2 separate regions of the Bicyclus anynana genome follow, and region 1 is linked to region 2. The links are chromatin contacts, called in public Hi-C maps. All regions are on one chromosome and are shown on one strand. Each heading gives the region's core, a stretch centred on a gene start, on an enhancer-like site or on the middle of the called end of the contact. The rest is flanking DNA. Distances are from core to core; before and after follow the strand shown. Region 1 overlaps LOC112054743 (protein C12orf4 homolog). Region 2 overlaps LOC112055725 (actin-binding LIM protein 3).

Region 1 (3,827 bases), core at 596-3,095, 130 kb before region 2:
TAGACTAGCGTACGCCCGTTCGCGTGAAATTCTGTTTATCACAAATGCCACGGGAACAGGTGATTTCTTCCGGGATAAGAAGTAGCATAATATGTGTTAATCCAGAGTAAAATCTATTTCCATTCCAAATTTCAGCCAAATCGGTTTGCTCGGATTGCAAGACGCAGCGTAACGGAGGAACAAACATACTTACACACACACACACACACACACACACACACACACACACACACACACACACACAATCTTGTCTTTATGATATTAGAGTGAAAAAAAGAAGGATTTCGTTTACTTCTTTATTGTGTGCACACAGCTCGTCGTGTTAGTGATTTTGTGCTATAATGTTTTGTGGTGTAATTGGGCATACATTGTTTAGTGTAGGTACGGAGAACATTTCGGGCAGGGGAGGGGAGTGTTAATGCATTCTCAAAGGTACCTTTAAACCTACACCCAAGTCACAAGTCTTGGAACCTGTCCGAGATGTTTCCTCTACCACGCGCTGTCACCTCACGCATTATATAATATGTTTTCCAAAACAATATCTTTATTACCATGTTTATTACAGACATGCACGTACGAGAACTGGCCGCGCGCGCTCAAGTGCGCCATGTGCGGCGCGGGCGGCAGTCCGCACCGCCCGCACCCCCCGCACCCCGCACACTCCACGTACCCCGCCGCTGGTGAGACACTTAATTTTTGAAAATATTTTGAAGAACGGGCGTATCTCGCTTGTCGCTTGACGGAGGAGCAATGTCCGAGGCTCAGCTGAAATCAATATCTTCTCTTTTTAGTACCAACTGATAAGTTTTTCATCCTACTCCCAACAAGTTAGCCCGCTTCCATCTTAGATTGCATCATCATTTACCATCAGGTGAGGTGGTAGTCAGGGGTTAAAGGGTTGTAAGGAATAAAAAAAATACATGTGGCATAGCATTTTTTATCAACTTATGAAATTATACTTATTGGAGTTTAGTCCTTAAGAATCGATTTTTCTCATATAGCCCCCGGTATGAAAAAAATATAGGCAGTAAAATTCGATGAACGAATGACAGCGTTACGCGCGTGCACGCCGCGACCTGCTTCTCCTCGGTTGCGCACCTTTCACTTTTCAGGTTTAGGTACTGAGACGTACATAGTGTATGCTGCGGGGCAACATACACCTATTTGGATAATCCATCTGAAAGAATAAACCCCATTCGTGCGTCTGAGCTGACACACACTTTCTTTATTTATTTTATTTATGCAGTATTTTTTTTCTTTAGAAAATGAAGTTGGAATCGAACTCTGGTTTAATAAGTTTGCCCCTTGGTTTCATACCACTTGTCCAGTTGAGTCGATATGATAACGTCGACTATGATAACGTGTTAACTTGATGCACGTCTTGGGTGTTAGGTTTATTTTCGTTACGGAATTTCTTGATTCGGTCGCCACGCTCAAAGCCCGCGACGAAAGCTATTCAATAGCTTAATGAACGAAAACAGTAGATGTTACAGATGTCTGTGTATATTTCAGTAGGTATAAACGACCTCTGCAACAGCCAGCCACCCTCACAGCACGAGCTGGACGCGAGCGGGCGGCGCTGCAAGCGGCGGAACAACACCGACTGGATATGGCTGCAGGCCTGCCTCGGTGAGCCTTTCATTTCAAAGAGTTCTGAATCAAACACCTTACTTAACCTAAACCACTAGTTAACTGCTTGTATTTGTAATAAGAATATTAGTAGAACTTTCCCTGACCAGCTCTGCAATTACTAAGCTTCGTGATGTGTTATGTTGTCGCAGGTGTGGTTGAAGGCGACGCGCGCTGCGTGGACGCCTACCTCGCGTCGGGGGGTGACCCCGCGCGCCCCCTCACCGCCTCCGAGGTGGCGTTGCTCAACCGCGCTTCGGCCTTCGACACTGGCCACACGCTGGTGCATCTAGCCATCAGGTAACAGACGTGGACGCCTACCTCGCGTCGTAGGGGCGACCCTGCGCGCCCCTTCATCTCAAGGTAGGCAGTGCATTTTTGCATCTATGACATGCACGCCATGGGTCATTATGTAACAGATGTACGGGTTTGGTTGGAATTATATTTATCTGGCCAACATGTGATGGCTAGCGTTTACATTGTTCGCAAAGTAAGAGAGAGTTATGTTTATGCAGACTGCAGTGGATCTACAAACCAAAATTTTAAAAGAGCGAGTAGTCAAAAGGTCTCCAATTAAAATCCTTACTTAATATCTTACTACCTTACTGCCTTACATTCATTTATGAATTTCAATTTACAGATTTCAAAGACAAGAAATACTATCGACATTGCTGTCTCGAATATCGGGCGGCGGGCCGGGATTGAAGAGGTCACCTTCATACGTAGGTATGGAATTGTTTCTTAAAGTTGATGTCAGTTAAATGCTTGTAAATTTGAACGTTGTATTAAAATGTATAAAACATTTTAATACAACGTTCAAATTTACTTTCCAGAATTCAATAAACATACATGCTAATCAGTTGCTAATCGTGGGTTCGGCTCGAAGGACCAATTACTGCATAACGTATATGCAGTTTTTGGTCCTTCGAGCCGAAACGTTGTTGTTGAATGGCAATGTTGTTACAGCTCCTGATCTGGCGACGGCTATCCGCCGCCACATTGCGGGCTGCGTTCGATACAAGAAGGGCAGCTTTCCGTGCCGGTACATCAACGAGTTCTGCACATTCTCATTACCGTCAGGTATCTATTGGATATATTTATATACACGTTGGTTATGGGAAATATATAATATTATAATTATAAATAAGGCACCATAGATTGCATTGCTCTATTTGTTCTGCAGAAATCGAGGAGCTTCCGGCGGCTATACAGGAGCAGCTGTTCTCAGAGCTGCTGGACCGCGAGGCGCAGCAGACGCTTGAGGCGGACCCGCCGCTCATCAACTGGAGCTTGCATCTCACTGTCACGCTAGGTGAGCAAGTCTTATACAGGAGCAGCTGTTCTCGGAGCTGCTAGACCGCGAGGCGCAGCAGACGCTGGAGGCGGACCCGCCGCTCATCAACTGGAGCTTGCATCTCACTGTCACGCTAGGTGAGCAGGTCTTATACAGGAGCAGCTGTTCTCTGAGCTGCTGGACCGCGAGGCGCAGCAGACGCTTAAGGCGGACCCGCCGCTCATCAACTGGAGCTTGCATCTCACTGTCACGCTAGGTGAGCAGGTCTTACACAGGAGCAGCTGTTCTCGGAGCTGCTGGACCGCGAGGCGCAGCAGACGCTGGACGCGGACCCGCCGCTCATCAACTGGAGCTTGCATCTCACTGTCACGCTAGGTGAGCAGGTCTTACACAGGAGCAGCTGTTCTCGGAGCTGCTAGACCGCGAGGCGCAGCAGACGCTGGAGGCGGACCCGCCGCTCATCAACTGGAGCTTGCATCTCACTGTCACGCTAGGTGAGCAAGTCTTATACAGGAGCAGCTGTTCTCGGAGCTGCTAGACCGCGAGGCGTAGCAGACGCTGGAGGCGGACCCGCCGCTCATCAACTGGAGCTTGCATCTCACTGTCACGCTAGGTGAGCAGGTCTTATACAGGAGCAGCTGTTCTCTGAGCTGCTGGACCGCGAGGCGCAGCAGACTCTGGAGGCGGACCCGCCGCTCATCCACTGACTTAATTATAACAATGACAAGCAATTGTAATCTTTACGTACTTAGTAATAAGGTTGTTTGTAACAGTATGTTGTGTGCAGGTTCCCGTCTATACGCGCTGTGGAACCGCTCGGCCGGCGACTGCCTGCCCGACGCGGTGTGCCAGGCGGCGTACGGCGTGTCCGACCGCGCCAACGTGCTGCGCACCGCGCTGGCCG
Region 2 (4,085 bases), core at 975-3,474:
AAAGCTTTGCATGCCATTATTAGTTTTTTTAAATAAGAAAAATTCTGTCGACTTGGAATTATATTTATTTGGCACACTTTTTGTATTTGGATTTCTCAAACTTTAAATTTTTTTTATTACAATAATATTCGGTTCGGCACGGATCTTTAATTTTAAAACTATCATCGCTTTACAATTGACGTAACTTAATTGTAGTATTTTTTAACCAAACAACAAACATTTCATCCTATTTCCCAGAAGATTTTTACAATAGACGCAGAAATCTTTGTACCATAACAAGTACGACTCAGCAGTTTAACCTTGCAGAGGTAACTAAATTAAAATAAATTATTTTTTATTTTGGCGCCCGACTCGTGTTGCATACTGTGTGTTAGGCTTAAAGCTTTTTACGTAGTTACGCGTGATATGGTCGTTATAGTTTGTCCAATAGACTTTATTATTGCTTCATTGTAATGTGAACTCTATTTATTTGTGGTTAGAACTTATTTCGGAATGTCAATGCGTTTATTATTATACTTAAATATATACGCATGTGCTTAATAAGAAAATTTATACCAATTCAATTGTATACGAAATACCTAAGCGAAATTGGCACGTGTATTGTCATCATCACGACTTACTTTTCAGGGTACATCTGTAAATTTTGCTTAGAGATTTATATACACCATTTGAACACCATTACTGTATCTACATGAATATAGAAAACTATAAATATTTACACAAATATACATTTACAATATATAAGTATTAACATTATACAATATACATAATTCATATTTATTTATGAATTAGGCCGGCCGCATACACTCGGTTTTCCGTATAAGTTTTCCAAATGCGCAATTTCTTTACGTTTTTCTTCATTCGGAATGGCAAAGTCTCGCATTCGTTACGTATGCGAGGAATTTGTTACGTTCGGAAAAATACGTGCATGTGCGCTATTTAATGTATTTAATATTAATTCAAGCATTCGGTTTTCCGAAGACAGAAAACGGATTCGGAAAACGAATACGGAAAACGGAATACGAGTGTATGCGGCCGACCTTAATAACATGGTTTATTGAAAACTTTTTTAAATCAACCGTCAATGGGGCTCAAGCATTATTAAGCATTTTATCAGAATTTGCAGAACACATTTTATTCAATCTTCAAGTTGTTAATGCAGCATTAGTGCGTTTTCTTTATTCTGTTTAGTTGGTACTGCAATTTCAGATATATATTATTTAATATACGTAGGTATATACACAACAATCTTATATATTATATTGGTTGCAAATCTTTAAAATTAAAATAATTATCTTAGCATGTCCAATGATAAGTTGATTGCTAAAATATATTCTTTTATTTCTAATTGCGTACTATTTTCAATATAGTAGTGGTAGCATATACGTGTAGTATAGATTACCTGTGAGCGCTAAGTTTCGCCGCGTTGAATGCCCCCATCTACCGCATCGCTCAGTCGGCCTTCGGTACTATGAGCGAGGCGGTACCCTTTGAGTGACGTCACGTCAACGGCAAACTTGGCGCACACATCGTATTATAGAAATCTTAATAACAAGGCAACAGAAATGGCGTTTGGTGATTCTGAAATTCAAGAAATAACTGTAATTCTTAACTGTATTGAGTTTCATGGTCAATAACAACTGTAAACCCGAGAAACGCGCAGAGAGATAACGAGATTATTTTGTCTATATATCGGTCTCTGTATCGTCCCATCGTAACGAAAGAGATATCACAAAAATATCGGTTTTGCTTAAGAGAGAGCAGTCATAATAATCTAGTTATCTTTCGACGCGCTTCTAATGCGGGCTAAAGGCCTTGGGTTTTAAATGCATAGTTATCTAATGGTATTTCGATTACATTGTCAATTCAACTGAACTGTGCAGTTTTCAGTTTTGCTTACACACGGATGATTTAACTGAACATTATGTGCACTTAATTCTGATCAGTTAAAACTAAAGACCATTTTAGGCCTACAGATGTTGAATGACGATAAGGTCTAAGAGGGTAGCGGGTTAATTTAAAAGGGGTACTGGTTCTCTTATGCTACTTAGTATTCACACTCGACATTCTGCAGGGCATCCGATCGATACTCGTGCCTATAATTTCGGAGTGCAACACGCCATTTCATTGCATTGTTGTGTAGATGTGTATGTGTCGTGCGTTGTGTGATGCGTGTGTTGTGTAATGCGTAGTCATGCACGCGCCGCCGCGGCCTGGCTACGGCCTCCGCTCCAGCACGCTGCCCGCCGGCGGACTGCGCTCTTGTAACGTGAGTACCGCTACCCCTAACCCTAACCCTCATTTCTCCTCCTTCTTGGCACCTCTATCCCTAGCTCCACTATCCCTTGTTACCTCTATAAACTCTTGTTATCCCTAATACTTGTTACGCATATCCCTTGTTAACCCGAGCTCTTGTTACCTTTACCCCTTGTTACAACTACAGCTTGTTTCCCCTATTCCTTGTTAGCCTAACACCTCGTTGCCCCTAGTCCTAGATCTCCGACCCCTAGCACCTCTTGTTACCCATACCGTTAGCACCCCTACCAGAACATTTAACTTTATTACTCAATCCCTTGCCCTTGCCACCGCTACTCCTTTATACCCAAACCCTTAGTATTAGTAACCTTACTCTCTATCACCCCTACTCCAATAAACGGAACATCCAACGTGAATAACACCACTGTGATAAAATGCCAGTCTACGCACATTATTAAGGTAAGTACGACTCCTTCACGGAACGAAACTGAAGTAAGTACTAAAAATCCTTTAAAAGACAAAATGAAAAGTCTATCAACACGTATTTGCCATGTGTATGACACTTTTATCCTTATATCCATAGATTATATAACATGTCTCACTAAGCGGCGGAGAGACTTATTCTATATCGATGCTTATATCCTTATATCCACGCGTTCATGTGAAATATACTTACGTGGGTACCTTTCCACTAAGTTATTCATATCCTTGATATCCTTACCCTGAAACAACCTTTAACTTGCACATTGCATGCCAGAGAATATGACCCTATTCCTACCGCTTAATATCTTTATCGATTTTCTATTTACGTAACTTATTAATGGTAGATTACTGGCATGTAAAGTAAGTCTCTATACCTGTTTCTCTTACCCTTTATCCCTGTTCCGAAAGAACCACTTTCAGGCATTTCTCGTCGGTACAAAGTGAACGTGATTTTCGGGATCCTACCGACTGCGACAATCCGAACACGACCAGTGGATAAAGTGGGCTTAGTTCTACTAATAGTTCAATAAATCAAGTCAATCTTAATAACTCAATTCAAACGCGACATCGTATCCTTTCTGACTTGATCTCAAATCTTCAAATCATTTCTAAAATATAGAGTGCAATGGCTGGCTTTAGAACTATTGTCTTAGCCACCTTTAGCTTAGCTCGCTTAGCTACGGGTATATAGGAGAGATTAATCTTACTCCTGTTCTCATGACATGGCTGATAATAATCCTTTTTGAAAAATAAAGAATCTATAAACTTGATAGAATTACTCGCATAGCTAAGTTAAATCAGGGTTCCATCAGTAGTATGGTCACGTGCGGTCGTGTTCGGTCAGTGCGGCGTCTTGTGCGGTTAGTGTGCGGCTAGTATACGGTTAGTGCGCGGAGTACAGTACGCAGTGTTGCAGTGGTGTCGTCTCTCCGCGCGGCGCCGCGACCAGGCTACGGGCTAGCGGCGCGCTCTCACACCTTCTCATCGAGCACTGCCGTGAGTATGATCCAATCATGATCCACATTTTTCTAGGCAAGCGTGTCCCATTTACCTTTGTAGGTTGGGTAAATGTTCCCCAAAAGGTGGTAACTAATTTTTTTTTTTATTCTTTACAAGTTAGCCCTTGACTAAAATCTAACCTGATCGTAAGTGATGAAGAACCTGAGATGGAAGCGGGCTAACTTGTTAGGAGGAGGATGAAAATCCACACCCCTTTCGGTTTCTACACGACACCTTACCGGAATGCTAAATCGCTTGGCGGTACGACTTTGTCGGTAGGGTGGTAACTAACCATGGCCGAATTTTTGTGAATGTTTGTCCGAATCGGTAAGACTGTATAACAAAAA

The links. Hi-C and Micro-C count contacts between places; a contact is called where the count stands out from the background.
Region 1: a contact with region 2 is called in a Hi-C map of whole body, with 6 times the contacts expected there. The contact joins two enhancer-like sites. A contact is called at or near these places in 2 of 2 Hi-C or Micro-C datasets (whole body and whole larva).

Annotation. Positions count from the first base shown.
Region 1 is chr24:8,652,504-8,656,330 of ilBicAnyn1.1, reverse strand. The region is part of intron 9 of LOC112054743 (protein C12orf4 homolog); the gene reads left to right. It overlaps LOC112054746 (ubiquitin thioesterase trabid), which reads left to right. Exons shown (of 18, transcript XM_052889121.1): 6 at 566-680; 7 at 1,513-1,629; 8 at 1,782-1,929; 9 at 2,270-2,355; 10 at 2,596-2,709; 11 at 2,813-2,941; 12 at 3,711-3,827. Among protein-coding and RNA genes, the nearest start is that of LOC112054746, 14 kb to the left of the region's middle. Within about 2 kb of position 1,845, at least 2 of the 8 cell types and tissues checked have open chromatin away from gene starts, as enhancers often do.
Region 2 is chr24:8,524,075-8,528,159 of ilBicAnyn1.1, reverse strand. LOC112055725 (actin-binding LIM protein 3) reads left to right here. Exons shown (of 18, transcript XM_052889116.1): 14 at 3,656-3,735. Among protein-coding and RNA genes, the nearest start is that of LOC128199468, 20 kb to the right of the region's middle. Within about 2 kb of position 2,224, at least 5 of the 8 cell types and tissues checked have open chromatin away from gene starts, as enhancers often do.